Linked DNA regions of Mus musculus: region 1 is linked to region 2. Evidence: chromatin contacts called from public HiChIP or PLAC-seq data. All regions are on one chromosome and are shown on one strand. The core of a region is the stretch at or near the end of the contact, and the rest is flanking DNA. Distances in the headings are between cores, read along the strand shown. Region 1 holds the start of Lancl3 (LanC lantibiotic synthetase component C-like 3 (bacterial)). Region 2 has its middle 35 kb from the start of 4930402K13Rik.

Region 1 (3,263 bases), core at 380-2,879, 60 kb after region 2:
TCATCCTTTTGCTCTGTTTTGCTTAAAATATTTTAAAATTTTATTTTGTGTGTATAAGTATTTGCCTACCTGTAGATAAGTATACTACGCGTGTGTCCAGCATTCCCAAAGGCCAGAAGAGGGTGTTGGATCCCCCAGAACTGGAGTAAGACAGTTATGTGTCACTATGTGGGTGCTGGGTACTGAACCCAGAACCTTTGAAGGAGCAGCAAATGCTCTTATCTGCTGACCAAACTCTCCCAGTCCTGATTCCCTCCTTATCTGATATATAGGTGCAGCCATGTAGCAAACTTCCTGTAACTTTTCATCCTTAGGATGAACAGAGAGCATCTAGCACCAGCTGCCAACTAAGATGGACAGGGGCCTAGTTCCTCCTGCTAAATCGTGATTCTCTAATGAGCTCTAAACACACCTCAGATTGAAAATGGATCATTATGATTTATTTCATACATTGCAATCATTGACACTTTCGTGGCAAATATGCTCCCAACAGCAGTGATCTTTAAAACAAGTGAAGTAGTTTTCTGTACAGAGTGCCAAAAACTTTCCTATGAACAACTTACACTTGTGTTTTCAGTTTCTCAAAATACAAATACCTCTTCAGCCTTCAATAGTCAATACTTTTTGGAAGGAAGAATTATTTTAAAAGACCTAAACATAAGAAAGAAAAGTAGCATATGTGTTTTGTTTTCTGTCTTTTCCACTCAGGTGGAACCTTAAGCAGTCTGGGAACTTGTGTAGTTACTGTCTTATTAAGTTTCAAAGCACAAAGGAGAGCAGAATGGGAATAATCTCTGTGAAGGATAAACAGGAGGGACAGCTTTATCCGTGTACTAACTAGCTAATGATCTAAAGATGTCTATTAGTCTCTTTCTAATTCCATGAGGGATCAGTGAAAGAAGAGAGCAGGGGTAGGTGGAGGTAGGGGAGTTGCCACTCTCTTCCAAAATGTAGTGTGGTTCTTTGGGTTTTTAATTCCTGTGTACGCCAAGCAAAATAATAGAGTAGGCGACAAACACCAAGAACTTCTTCTTCCTTTAAAAACATAAAGCATGCTACCCCCCCCCCCCTCCACACACACACAGTGCTGCTGCTCTTGATACTGAGACACTTTGAATGAAAACGCCACTGTGACCGAGCTTGAAAGATGATGCCCAGTTGTCAATTATCTGGGACTTTAGTCTAGTTCAGAGGCGTCACAAACTTAACTGAAGATGCTTATAACCTAGGGCTCTTGGTATATACTCTGACTTTCTATTCAGTTAAGTCTGAGACGAAACACCCGGTGCTGCGTTGGTCTTTTTTCTTTTTCTTTTAATGCCGCTTCCAGGTGCTGCTGGCACCGAACTGAGGCAAAGACTCTGAGGACACAGGGGACTGGAAGTCATCACCTCTGCTGCCAGGTGTGCTAACGGCCAGCCTCAGCATTCCTGATCCGTGCCCTGCACGTCCCAGGCCTTCTGCAGGGAGGGGAGGAGCCGAGGGCGGAGCGGGAGGAGTGGCGCGGCCCCGCGTGGGTCCTGCCTGAGGAGATCACCTCGGCCCCTTGGAGAGCCTCAGAGCTGCGGCAGCGCAAGAGGGGGCGGTTTGGAGAGGGCGCGGCCTCTGGGAGGGGAACGTGTGACACGCATTCCTAGCTCTGCCTCGGGCCACCCCGGAGCCTCGCGGCAGCTCGTTGTCCCACTTGGCCACTGGCTCCGTGATCCCTCCTTGCGCCTGCCTCGTCTTGTCACCTCCCGTCTCACCCTCCTCGCTCCATCCTCCACCACCTCATCCACAGCCATCTGAGCGAGCGCGCCTCTGAGAGCAGGAGGTACTGCTCCGGGCTTCAGGGCGCGCCCTCCAAAGGTGCCCAGCTCGACATTCGGGACCCCGCGGGCGACAGCATGGACACCAAGCGCTGCTTCGCCAACCGCTTCGATGACTACCAGGGCAGCCTGCTGGCGGGCCAGTGCGAGGAGGCAGTGGCGCCCTTGGTCACCTCCACCATCGAACGCATTCTTCAGGAGCTGCCCCCGCTGGGGGGCGGCGCTGAGGCTCGGGGGGCGACAGGCGCGGGCAGCAGCTGCCAGGGGGGTCTGTACAGCGGCGTGGCCGGGGTGGCCTACATGCTCTACCACGTCTCCCAGAGCCCGCTCTTCGCCGCCGCCCGGGAGCGCTACCTGCGCTTCGCCAAGCGCCTCATCGACGCGTGCCTCCGCGCCGAGGAGTGGGGCGAGACGGACGCGGACACCCGTGCTGCCTTTCTGCTCGGGGGCGCGGGCGTGTATGCGGTGGCCACGCTGGTCTACCACGCCCTGGGCCGCCCCGACTACGTGCAGCCCCTCGGCAAGTTCCGGGCTCTGTGCGCCGTCTGCGCGCCGGTCTCCTTCCTGGACTGTGGCTCCGACGAGCTGTTCGTGGGTCGCGCCGGCTACCTGTGCGCCGCGCTCGTGCTCAAGCAGAAGCTCGCCCAGGAGGTAAGACGCAATCCCGGCCGCCGGAGGGCGCTCGCCCGCTGCCCGCGCCCGCGCCCGCGGGGTCCTGCTTGCCTGGACTCCTCGACGCCTGCAGCACCGCCCTGCACTCTTTGTTACTTCTTTGTTACTTCTTTGTGCGCTGTGCTTGTCCCCCCCCCCCCCAGCCCGTGTTTTCTCTCTCTCTCTCTCTCTCTCTCTCTCTCTCTCTCTCTCTCTCTCTCTCTCTCTCCCTCTCCCTTCCTTCCTCCCTCCCTCCCTCCCTCCTTCTCTCCTTCTCTCCCTCCCCCCTCTCCCTTTCTTTTTCTCTCTTCCCCCCCCCCCTTTTGTTGGATTACCTGGCATTGCCTTACTCCTGTTTTGTGTTGTTTTGTTTTGTTTTTTGCAGTGAAGTTTGTGGCATCACTCCAGATCCCTCTTCGCCCCATAGCTTTTTAGGGGTTGACCTTGTGGCCCTTAAAAGTGAGTGTTTAAAAACAAGGGGGGAGGGTAGTTATTTTCTTTCTGTTGAACAGTGCTAGCAAGAATGCCCTTGAACATTAGAGTCTTTAAAAAGTAATGAAACTTGTAGGGAGTGATGTGCAGGAAAGTTGCTTTTGGACTCCTGGGCCTGTAACCAATAGTAAGCTGGCTGTGTATAGGTCTGATGTGTATACTGTATTATTTACTATTACATTCACCCTGTGACTCATAATACATGTGTATCTGATGCGAGTGTGGTCTTTTAAAATAACTAAGTGTAGACAAAAATATACTCAGTTTGATCAAATGCGTTTTTTAAACCCATCTTAATATCAGTACTTAGCT
Region 2 (3,144 bases), core at 79-2,578:
CCGTGATCTTGGCAGTTCATCATCTTTGTTATCTACTTATGCTCTCTCTCCTCATCTGTGTGCCTATCAGGAAATCTATCTCACTATTGGTTCTTATTCTGCCCTCTCAGAGGTCACACTAACTACTGTTGGGGGTTGTAGGCTACTCTATTTTCAAACTGGTAAAGGGGACTGAGGTTGAAGGGACAGCAGCTGGAGTGACTTGGGAGAGGGTTGATGTAAGAGGCAATGGTAAGACTTAACAGATCCAGGCAAAGATCCAGAACATAAGAAAGCCATTATGAGAGTATGTATCCTTGAGGCATGCTTTGTGAGTAAAGAAGCATCTAGAATTCTTTTCACCTTACTAAACAACATTTAAATTAATCATCCTGTTAAGAATTTTCCTCACTGACAGTCAGATTTTAAGGTACCAGTTTTGCGCCAATGCCTGTCTTTGGAAAGTGCTTTGTACACAGCTCTTGTTGCAGTGTTGGAGTTGATGACTTTTGCTTCCCTCCTGGACACCCCACTTTCCCTATATATCTACTTATAGCACCAATTATAATGTCAGGTCTAATGGTCAACGCTCCATCCAGAGAAACTTTGATTACTCAGGATATAAACTGAAACTTCAGCAGACAATGACTTGTACCTATATTACCATAGATCTCTTACTTGAAGGGTCTACCTCTGACTTATAACATTTTCTGGCTATGGAAGAATGCTAGAGCAACTTAGGTGTTAAGCCAAGAAATGTCAGTATGATGACATTTGGAGACGGAGCTTTGGGTACTGATTAGGTCATGAGTGTCTCTGTGAGACAGGAAAGAGCTTAATGCCTTTCACTTTATTTTCTGTTATACAAAGATAAAGCAAGTGTACTTTCATCACCAAACCAGGAAACATTCTGTCTGAAAACCAAGCACAATGGCACCCTGATCTCTGACTTCCACCTTTCAGAAATGTGAGGAATGAATTTGTTATGTAAGCCACTTATTCTATGGTAATTGGTTAGGACCTGCCCCCCCCCCCACACACACATAAACACTCAATCAAATAAGCACTTTAGGCTGCCTTGTCTGCCCTTGTGTGCCAGGGTGGGGGTGGCACCCTCTCAGAGGAAAAGGGGAGGGGGGAGGGAGAGGAGGATTGTAGGCAGGGGTAATGGGGTGGGGCAGTGAGTACGTTGTAAAGTGAATCAACAGAAAATTGAAAAAAACAACAACAAATAAGCTACTTATATCCAAATCCTTTTCTTGGGATCTATTTTTAGGATAACTCACACTCACACATCACCCCCAGGTCTAGCAGACTCATTTTTCTCAGGAAATGAGAAGAGCGGCTGAGTCAGAGAGAAAACAGACAGGAAGTCAATGTGTAGGGTGAAATGACAGAAAGTAATAGAAATGACTCAGTCTAGGCAAGTTTTTGATAAAGAATCCCTTTCTAGCTCAAAGCCCTATGAGGCCCAAGGATTTATTTCATCTGTGAGCTCCGATTCCACACACATGAGCTTGATCATCGCCAGTTCAAGTATGTTATTGTCACTTGCTTTGAAGCTAACTTCTATTGACTCAACCAGAAGACTGAATTCTCTAAGGACACTCTAATTTCTAATTGAGAACCTAAGGCAGCTAGCGAGTTCTTCACTAATAAAAGCCCTTTCCAATCATGACACTCTAAACTGTGTGAGGCACTCTATACCCAACAGGAATTCCTCACTAAATCCCTTTGAAGTTTGAAAAGCAGATCTGGAAATGTTTGTAAACAGACTGCTTCCTATAATTTCACCCTATTATTCCTAGGTTTGGACCAGCTCCCAAGGCGGTTGGAATTTCCTATTTGTTCCTTTTCCTAAGTTCCTATTCCTAAGGCTTTGTATGTGTTTTGTGACTTGACCTTTCTTTTTCTATTCTAGTATAAAATGAATATTCCCACCAACCCAAAGAAACTTCAAACAAACAAACAAACCTGTATTCTTGATTGGTTGGAGAAAGATCAGCGGGTAGGGGCACACACAGAGCAAGTAAGAACTTCACTGGAGTAGGCTGACTCCCCTGAGGCAGATAGCTATAGCCCTGTGTTTCACTTAGTTGTAGTACTGGAGATTAAACTCAAGACTGGCGCCAAGGAATCTAATACTGAACTATATCCCTATACCTCTTTTTGTTTTAAGAAAATGTTTCACTGAGTTGCTCAGACTGGCTTTGAACTCCTTCTGTAGTTCAGGCAGGACTGGAACTTGTGATCCTTCCACCTCAACCTTCCTATGAGGTGGCATTACAAGTCTGCCTGCCCAGTACAACTTTGTCTTTCAAGTTTAGACCTCATCTACTTAGTTACCTCAGCATAAGAAAGGGCAAGACAGTGGAACCGTAGACAAAGCCTTTGGAAATAAATTCCTGGCAGTCACTATTATTGCCTGTCATATGAGCAAACACATTTGAATTTGGTAAACAACTGTCCTTGAAACTTATCAATAATTCTCTCTGGTTCTGATGGCATCTGACTCATGTGATTTAGATTTTGAGGTAATATTCTGTGAGTCCTTGTAGGGAAAAGAATAGCTACATAATAATTACTTACTAAAAAAGACAATTGGGATCCTTCAAATATTTATATCATATAAATATTGCATACTATAATATCTGGAGAGAAACAGAGGCCTAAAGGAACTTCAAAAGCTGAGGTTTAAACTACATTGCATTCTATAAGAACTTAAACCACAGTTTATGCCCAAGGTCTAGGTAAATAGATCAGGTCTACAGTAGTTGGAGCAATCGCCTTCCATGTAGACTTCTTTGCTTTTCATGTTCTGCTAAAATTATCCTACAAAAACACCTGGAAGACTCTACTTAAACAAATGTTAAAACTATCATTGCAACTTCTAGACAAACCAGCATGGTGTGCCACCTAATGTGATGTTTGAGACAGACACAAAAGCATTTATATCATAATTATGTCAGAAGAGTACATAATTCAAATCTAATCACAGTAAAATATAATACAACCATGCAAGAGACAGTCTACAAAACAATTGGCTTGTACTCAACAAGAACGTCTATGATAGGAAAGAAAAGGAAAGGAAAGGAAAGGAAAGGAAAGGAAAGGAAAGGAAAGAAAAGAAAGAAAAGAAGAGAAAAGAAAAGAAAAGAAAGGAAA

Evidence for each region. HiChIP or PLAC-seq counts read pairs in DNA pulled down with a chosen protein or histone mark.
Region 1: a contact with region 2 is called in a BATF HiChIP or PLAC-seq map of CD8 T cells, with 28 read pairs. The contact joins the promoter of Lancl3 here to the enhancer-like site in region 2. A contact is called at or near these places in 5 of 39 promoter capture datasets (the 3T3-L1 cell line, HPC-7-derived erythroid cells and liver), 1 of 15 datasets of contacts at CTCF or cohesin (CD8 T cells), 49 of 484 Hi-C or Micro-C datasets (the AML12 cell line, B cells, the BV-2 cell line and 28 more) and 8 of 115 datasets of contacts at active chromatin or transcription factors (CD8 T cells, effector CD8 T cells, embryonic fibroblasts and 5 more).

Annotation. Positions count from the first base shown.
Region 1 is chrX:9,198,344-9,201,606 of GRCm38.p6, forward strand. Lancl3 (LanC lantibiotic synthetase component C-like 3 (bacterial)) reads left to right here and starts at 1,630. Exons shown (of 5, transcript NM_173414.3): 1 at 1,630-2,459. The coding sequence starts at 1,887.
Region 2 is chrX:9,138,388-9,141,531 of GRCm38.p6, forward strand. No RefSeq gene overlaps it. Among named protein-coding and RNA genes, the nearest start is that of 4930402K13Rik, 35 kb to the left of the region's middle. Within about 2 kb of position 1,329, at least 17 of the 459 cell types and tissues checked have an H3K27ac peak or open chromatin away from gene starts, as enhancers often do. A contact at or near this core is called in CD8 T cells, the HL-1 cell line, Th1 cells and 2 more, where this site is marked.